Regions from separate parts of the Hordeum vulgare genome. Here region 1 is linked to region 2. Evidence: chromatin contacts called from public Hi-C data. All regions are on one chromosome and are shown on one strand. Each heading gives the region's core, a stretch centred on a gene start, on an enhancer-like site or on the middle of the called end of the contact. The rest is flanking DNA. Distances are from core to core; before and after follow the strand shown.

The links. A called contact is a pair of places that touch in the nucleus more often than the background predicts.
Region 1: a Hi-C map of leaf shows a contact between it and region 2, with 4 times the contacts expected there. The contact joins the promoter of LOC123403136 here to the promoter of LOC123401915 in region 2. A contact is called at or near these places in 3 of 6 Hi-C or Micro-C datasets (leaf and seedling) and 1 of 1 datasets of contacts at active chromatin or transcription factors (embryo).

What each region holds. Positions count from the first base shown.
Region 1 is chr6H:493,418,305-493,422,860 of MorexV3_pseudomolecules_assembly, forward strand. It overlaps LOC123403136, which reads right to left and starts at 2,088. Exons shown (of 1, transcript XM_045097100.1): 1 at 1,334-2,088. The coding sequence starts at 1,851. The coding sequence ends at 1,609.
Region 2 is chr6H:492,950,223-492,954,401 of MorexV3_pseudomolecules_assembly, forward strand. LOC123401915 (endoglucanase 6) reads left to right here and starts at 1,680. Exons shown (of 6, transcript XM_045095779.1): 1 at 1,680-1,783; 2 at 1,829-2,069; 3 at 2,172-2,579; 4 at 2,662-2,916; 5 at 3,530-3,644; 6 at 3,740-4,179. The coding sequence starts at 1,875. It also overlaps the pseudogene LOC123405663.

The sequences.
Region 1 (4,556 bases), core at 838-3,337, 470 kb after region 2:
CAGTGAGGATGGCTCGGAGCCAGATTTCATACTTTATCACCATAGCCCAGCGCAGCTCTGCTCGGAGAACGATCAGCCAAAGATGCTGCCATTCACACCATCATCTGGACTCCTCTCTGAAGCTTCGACTTGTCACCTCCTTTCAGAAGACCTGACCAGTACATCAAGAAAGAACAAGCAGTGAAAACAGCTTCTAATAAACTTCTAACCACATGCTTCTCAAAGATAACTTTGTTACGAGTGCATCATATACTCTAGCAAATAGTAGCCAAAATCATCATATAAATTTTTCCACTTTCAACAGGAATATGTATAATCGGGCTCAGCATTGCCACAGGGACCTTGAACAACATGTTGCGCCAACAACTACCCCAAACGTCCCCCCAAACCAAACGAGCAAAAGTACAGCCGAAAAAGAGGTGCTCCGCCGTTTCAACATTCTGACAGAAGGAACATAAAGGATTTTCGGGACAGTTTCTTTTCCGCATATTATCCCTGAAAAGAACAGCATTTTGAAATAGCTGCCACATAAAAAATTTAATCTTCAGAAGAATATTAGCTTTCAAAACCCATTTATAGTCAGATCCAGCAAGGTCTTTCTTCAACCAATTGTAAACCGATTTAATAGAAAATAACTTGTTACAATTAAGTTTCCACACCACCCTATCCACAGAATCAGATAACATCAGGTTTCGAGCCCCATTAACAATCTCTTTCCATCGTCGAGCGAGTCTCCCAAAGAGGGTATGTCTAAATGGGATGAATAGTTGTTACCAACAAAGGTTGTAAGGCTGCATTCTTGATCATCACAAATGCATTCTTGATCATCACAAATGTCAAATAACATAGAACAACTATCTTTTAAAGGCCTGTCATCGAACCAGGCCTCATGCTACCAGCCATATACACATCTTTAACTTTCATGATAGCTTTCCAGCAGGGGGAGTCATTAAACCGAGCTTGAACATTAGCAAGTGTTTTAGAATTGAACATGAGAGGCGTTTTACACATGTGACATGTTACACCTGTCTGTTTGTATTAGATCAAGGGATATATATTAAATTATCCTGAAGAGTTACTGCAACCAGTCTCTGCGTAATGAACTTCAGTGAAATGTAAGCTATACTTGTCATTAACCTGTAATCGGCAATCTCGTAACTGAAGAGCATTGTTGAGCCATAGTTCAGATAAGATAAGAGTTGACATCTTGAGGCAAAATAAAGAGTTGACATATTCAGACCAACATCACAGAATTCTAATCTAATCTAAATCTCTATGCATAATCTCTTTTCACAATCGCAAGCATAATAATAAAGTAAGAAAGAACCATCCATCCAAAAATTCCTGTTTCCTATAAGCTGAAAAGGGGAAGAGACCGACAAAGCTCACACATGGGAGTATGGTGAAGTATTTACAGGACCATCATGGAGAGATGGGAACGAACGACACCCCAGCAGAAGAGGATCTATCTTCTGCCCCCGTCCACGGACGGACAGGATCACCAAAGGAAGAAGAAGAAAAAAAGGAAGGAAGAAAAGAAAAGGTCCTAAATACACGACGAGAAGAGAGAGCACGAGGGGACGGCCGATCGCCGTCCCGCCCCGTCCTCTAGGAGTCGCCGCCGATGGAGATGGAGATGGCGGGGCGTCCGACCCGGCCGAGCGGCGAGCGCGAGCGCTGCCGGCCGAGGTCGCGGAGGACGAGGCGCATCCCGGCCAGCTGCTGCTGCTGCTGGTACGTCTCGTCCACCTTCACCTTGTCGCCCTCCTCCTCCTTGATCTTCCTCACCTGGCTGTGCACCACCCGCGCCGCCGCCAGCCGCTGCCCTTCCTCCTCCCAAGAATTCTCCATCGCCAGACCTCACGTGGCTTCTTCTTCTTCTGGTTTCTCTCGTGCCTCTGGATGGATGATGAAGATGACGACGACGACGACCCGCCGATGAGATGAGATGAGATGAGATGGGAGATGGGAGATGTGAAATGTAGCACTGCCGGTTCAACCCAGCCCAGCCCAGCACCATGCGTTGCATGAGACGGGGCGCATAAATAGGGGCCACACGTATGGCGGTGTGAAACGGGACGGGGTCACGCATCCGTGCCGTTTTTGCTGGGGCGACGAGCGCACGCAGCGTACCGCGTGTCCCTCCCCGGTTTACCCGATCCTCACTTTCCGCCGTCGCTTTCTTGGCCGATGGTTTTTCATCTCCTCCGCCCTCGGGTGGGTAAGGCCGAGGGAGAAGGGAAGACATATCCGTCCATGTGTACACGTTGACGCTGTCACGTTGCGAGACATGCCGTTGTGGCGGGCGGGCGACGGTGCCTGCCTGCCTATCCGCAGAACGGCTCTCCACGTGCCCTGCTGCCCGCGCGTTGCTTCGGTTCGATTTGGACGGATAAAGCTCGTCTATCCAAATCCAAATCCAACTCCAACCGGTCTTCTGAAAATATGCCGCGCAAATCCAACTCCAACCGGCCTTCTGAAAATATGCCGCGCAAATCCGACTGAGAGTGTGTCCGTGCCGTTTTTGTTTCTGGATCTAGTTCGTTGTGCGTGTGGGTCTGTGGGAGCAGAGGAACAAACGGATACGCCATGTTTGCAACGGAATATTTTCCTTTTCTTTTGGAGACGGGCATTTCCTCTCTTGGAAGTGGGACGAACACGTGAGTGCGTGACACGCCTATTGATTGCAGCTAGCGAAAGGACGCGTCGGGTTTTATTCTGTGGTGGCTGTTGTACTGTATGATCGATCGGGCGGAACGGCGGCCGCAAAGCCATGAGCGCGTGGAGCCGGTTTGGATAGGAACGGGAAGCTAGCAGTGGCTGTCGATGGAGGCCAAGGGCGGCCGCAAAGCCCCCGCGGACGGATCGCCCGCGAGTGACGCGTTCCTGTGGCCGGACGGCGGAACAAGGAGTACGTACGTACCACGGAGGGGAGGATCCTTTTTCTTTTACATCTTTTCATCAATTCAAAAAGGCACCGTGTTGAAACATTTCATCTGTCGACTTGTTGTCGCAGTTACCATCAGACGCCTCTAGCAAGTCGCAATTCCGCTGATAAGAAATCGAGGGGCAAAGGAAACCGAGGCTGTCGTCGAGGATCGTCCCGTGCTCTAGAGGAGTGAGATGTGAGGAAATCGAGGGGCAAAGGAAACCGAGGCTAGTAGCATTTTACAGTCGACTGAAATTATTTCAAAATTTCATGCGCAGAATCTCGCGTTGAGATTCGTTTTAGGATTTAGGATAGCCTTTTGTCTTTGTCGTCCTCCGAGAAAAGGCCTGCAGTTCTTCAGAAATTGTCACCTCCGACACGACTAAAAATGTAAGTAAACGTCGCAAATCCCACGCCCTTCCAGTGAACGGTCGTTAGATAAGAGGGCTCCATTTTTTTTGTAACCGCTTTATGCGAAAAGCGAAACATTTGGAGGAGAGCAGCAAATAAGGACTACAACCATTAAGCCTTGGCCTTCCGAGCTTGTGACACTCGCGCCACCTCCCGAACTAGACCGGTTGCTCCCTTCAGCCATCCATGGTGCAAGCGCCGGCCTACTCCCTCTCCCTCGCGCTGCCATGTGTGAGTGTAGCGGGCAAGATCCAGTGTCATGTTCATTATTTTCCCCCGGGCCTTGGCCTTGGCCTGTGCCTCGACCAGCGAGTCGGCAATCGCACGGCGCCGTCGGGAAGGACTCTGTGAGATGCCTGGCCCCACTACTCCTACTTGATGGCCTTCGCCCTTCCGATCAGTGCTAAAACATCGGATCTAGAGTAGGGGGTCCCAAGCTTGATGACCTGTGTTAGATAGTAACAGAAGAAGTAGGGACACGATATTTTACAGGTTCGGACCGTCTTGATGAGGTAAAACCCTCTGTCCTCCTTCTCATATATTGATTGTGATGGGGTACAAAGTACAACTTGATCTACCTCGAGATCCTATGAACTTGTTCTAAGCTATAATCATTGCGTATATATCTCTACAGACTAAAGTCCATGGCTTACATAGATGTCAGAGCTATCTAGGGTTTAGACATAGTCGGTTATAATTTAGGGATAAACATGCTAATATTTGAAATACGCTTTGAGTGTACGCCACCTTCAGGAAATCTTGATCTTGATTACACCGACTCACCGAGGATCTGGGCCGACATAGCCTGATCACCAATCTTTGGTGGTTCCTTGGCCCGACCCATAAGTGACGGGCCGACGTGACAAGCACCCCATCATCCAAGACACCAATAGTAGCCCTTGAACTAGTGTTCAAGCCGAGGACATCAAGCATCTTCCTCAGAATATCTTCATAATTCTATGTGATCGGCTTTGTAGGCGAATTCCGTCCTCCACGCCATCCTTCGATTCTGAGGCTATGCTCAGCTCCGAGGTTTTCTTGGCCTTATTTATTGTAACCATGCGCCTATGTAATTATCAAACAAGAGGGAATGTCTTTTAACAAGATTTCCTCCCTAGCACACTATCACAATCCATTTCCCCCTAAAATTTGGTTGTGAAAATAGAAGCATATGCATACATGATTTCCTTGCATATTTTTCTTTTGGGGCCAACAA
Region 2 (4,179 bases), core at 430-2,929:
TCTCCACTTTCCGCCGCCACGACCTCTCTCCACACGTCGCCGCCCTAACTCTTTCCGATTGGCGCCGTCATCAGATGTCGTCGAAGAACAGCAACCACGAAGAAAAAAAAGATGTGCGGCTGTACAGTGGCTGAACACCAGCCGCATGGCGGTCGGTCGGTTTTACATCTTCGTTTTGAGCCATATGTTAAAGTTACTGTTTTACATCTCCGTTTGGACCATCTGTTCGAATTAAGCATTTTTCAAAAATGTAAAAAGCATTTTTTGCTGCTTCAATTTTTTACACTATTAATTTGAAGCATCAGAATATACATCATGTATTGAAGATGTTCTTAATTCCCCCTCGCTCACGGCAGGGTACGTACGTAGTAGTAGCATCGACCTGTAGCTCTGTCTATTGCCACGCTTCTCTTCTACAGGTTCTTCTTCTTTGGCATCAGCCAGCAAGGACGCAGGCTTTAACGGCTCTCCTCCCGTCGGCCTCGTCCCCTTGCCTACGGGCGGCCCCATCGTGCCTACGGGCTATGCATGGTCCCTTTTTTCCACCAGGCCCAACGGTCAGATTCGGCGAAGCTGCTACGGATGCACACCAGTGAGGACTGATGAGCACGCTAATGACAAGATCGTCGTGCTTGTCGTCATGGGCTCATGGCAACGTAGTAGTAGTGGTAGATTGCAACGCACGGGTCGACCCTCCGGAGTCCGTTGTACTATGCTCTGTAAGGACCATGGATCATTCGGCGAGGCTCAGTAGTATTAAGGGGTGTTTGGTTTTAAGGGATTAAACATTTTTTAGTCCTAAGGATTAAAGAAAAAAAAATCACTTAATAAAGTTTTTATTATAGTCACTTAAGAAAAAGTTCCTTCCGTTTGATTATATAGGGACTTTTTTTTAATTCTAGTCCTGTAACCAAACAGGGCCTTATCCAGGGTTGGTAGAGAGCACAAGTGACGGCTGAGCCCGAGAAAGAAGAGCACTGATGAATCACTGACCGGCACAGGCAGTGCACGCTGAGCACCGGGGCCGACCCTAGTAACTGCTCCCCCGGATGACCGTTTCTTTCTTTCTTTCTTTCTCCCACCATCTACATCACCGCCGTCCTCTACTCCTACTATGATATGATGAGTGAGTGCCATGCATGCTGCGCCGATCACTGATCCATCTTCGCCACCGGAGAAGTGCAATTTTCTTTCCCTCAAAAGAAGGAAAAGTGCAACATTTTCCTGGACTTTGATCACAACAAAACCCTGTCAAAATCCCCGCAGAAAGACACATTCCAAAACCCTCTTATCCATTCGGTCTGGCTAAACGAAGAAACGAAACCACATTATACGCACTCCTCGACATTTTCCTCTGGAGTACTATACGAGCATGCTTGAATGCCATGCCACATTTTCTCTGATGGAGCAACGGCCAAAACGAACCAAACCAACGGCACAGACGGCTGCAACTGCAGAGCGAGTACTAGCAGTAGTTCTGTGGAGTAATGCAGCAGCACATTCAAGCCTTCAGCTCCAGGCCAACCAAGCCACCGGCGCCGCAACGTTCGCCACGTCCACGTGCAGCCGCCGCATTGGCCTCTGCCGGGCATCCTAGGCCTCCTTCCCCTCCCGTCACTCCGGCCTGCGCCCGTCACATGCCGTATTTAACCTCCCGCCCGTTCGGCTCCGACACCACCTCACTCACCTCTCCTCCGCCGGCCACTATTAAACCACGGCCCTGCTGACTCCAGTAGACGCACACACACTCGCTCCTCGCTCTGTCACTCAGCCGCCGAGAGCACCGATCCAACGGTGCTGCATTGCCATTGCATTAGCTTAATTTCTTCCGGTCAGCCGCAGCACCGGTCTTGCCGTTGGCGGTCAGGGCGGCAATGGGGCTGTCGTCTGCGCTTGTGCTGGCGCTGCTGCTCTTGCCGGCGGTGGCGTCGGCCGGGCATCACGACTACGGCGACGCCCTCCACAAGAGCATTCTCTTCTTCGAGGGTCAGCGATCCGGCAGGCTTCCGCCCGACCAGCGCCTTCGCTGGCGCCGCGACTCCGGCCTACACGACGGCGCCGCCGCCGGCGTACGACTCGCATCTCATCTTACAATGTTCTGCTTCGTTTATACTGTATTTTCTTTTGTGCAAAAGTGGTGATGGTTCCATTTCCATGGCAATGCGCTGCAGGTGGACCTGACGGGAGGGTACTACGACGCCGGCGACAACGTGAAGTTCGGGTTCCCGATGGCGTTCACGGCGACGCTCATGTCGTGGGGGCTGATCGACTTCGGCCGCAGCTTCGGGCCGCACAAGGAGGAGGCGAGGAAGGCGGTGCGGTGGGCGACGGACTACTTCATGAAGGCCACGGCCAAGCCCAACACGGTGTACGTGCAGGTGGGCGACGCCTTCAAGGACCACTCCTGCTGGGAGCGGCCCGAGGACATGGACACCCCGCGCACCGTCTACAAGGTCGACCCCTCCCACCCGGGCTCCGACGTCGCCGCCGAGACCGCCGCCGCCCTCGCCGCCGGCTCCATCGTCTTCCGCGACGCCGACCCCGTCTACTCCCAGCGCCTCCTCGACCGCGCCATGGCCGTAAGTCGCAAACTGTCTCCACTCTGACGACTCAAATGTGCCGTGCGTGTCAGCTCAGCTCTGACATGAAAAAAATGAGCAGGTGTTCAAGTTCGCGGACAGGTACCGGGGCGCCTACAGCAGCAGCCTGCACGCGGCGGTGTGCCCCTGCTACTGCGACTTCGACGGGTACCAGGACGAGCTGCTGTGGGCGGCGGCGTGGCTGCACAAGGCGTCGCGGAGGAGGGAGTACCGGCAGTACATCAAGAAGAACGAGGTGGTGCTCGGCGCCAGCGACTCCATCAACGAGTTCGGCTGGGACAACAAGCACGCCGGCATCAACGTCCTCATCTCCAAGGTGATATCCCTTCCGCATGCAGCTTTGGCCTTTGTATGCAGTACAGAACTACAGATGCTGATAATGATAAAAGAGTACACATAAGCTAGCAAGCCACTCGAATCTAATGATTGACTGTCTTGCCTGCTGCTTTACGCCTTTTAAGCTTTACAAATGTGGATTCAGTTAGTTTCTTATGATGGGCACATACGTCTTGCCAACGGATCAGCCATTCTGAAATTACCCTGACTGGTAGATGCTACTGATTCCTGAATCTGGATGATATACCCCGGTTCAGATTAGATTAATCAATGACCAGTCAGTAGTAAACAAATGGAGTGTGTATAGTGCACGGTGGTGGCGTACCAGCAAATAGGAGACTTCACGAGGAGGATACTTGTCTCTTCTATCTTGGCCTCTCCTACCTAGGCCCCTGTGCTCCGCATGCTGCCGGCGCGGCAAGCGGTAGCGGCACTTTTCAGAGGCTCTCACGGGTCTCCACTCTCGACTCGTCATGCCAGTCATGTCCTTCCTGCCATTCGAATCAAGTTACAACCAGCTAATAAAACTGGATCATAGTACTGCACTTGCTGTCAGTACTAATATGTTGTTGTGTTCTTGATTGATCGACCAGGAGGTCCTAATGGGGAAGGACGAGTACTTCCAGTCCTTCCGCGTCAACGCCAACAACTTCATGTGCACCCTCCTCCCCGGCATCTCCGACCACCCCCAGATCCAGTACTCCCCAGGTTTGTTTCGCCACAAACACAGCAAGAAAACATGAGGTTCATCTTGTGAACAACTGGGAGGAGTGATCACTGATCAATCAAGAAACGGAATGCAGGCGGGCTGCTGTTCAAGGTCGGGGGCAGCAACATGCAGCACGTGACGTCGCTCTCCTTCCTCATCCTGGCCTACTCCAACTACCTGAGCCACGCGGGCGCGCACGTCTCCTGCGGCGGCGGCGGGCGGACGGCGCCGCCGACGAAGCTCCGGCAGGTGGCCAAGCGGCAGGTGGACTACATCCTCGGGGACAACCCGCTGCGCATGTCCTACATGGTCGGCTACGGCCCGCGGTTCCCGCGCCGGATCCACCACCGCGGCAGCTCCATCCCGTCGGTGGCGGCGCACCCGGCGAGGATCGGGTGCAAGGCCGGGGCGGCGTACTATGCGACCGCGGCGCCCAACCCGAACCTGCTGGTGGGCGCCGTCGTCGGCGGGCCGACCGACGCCACCGACGCTTTCCCCGACGCGCGCGCCGTATTCCAGCAGTCCGAGCCCACC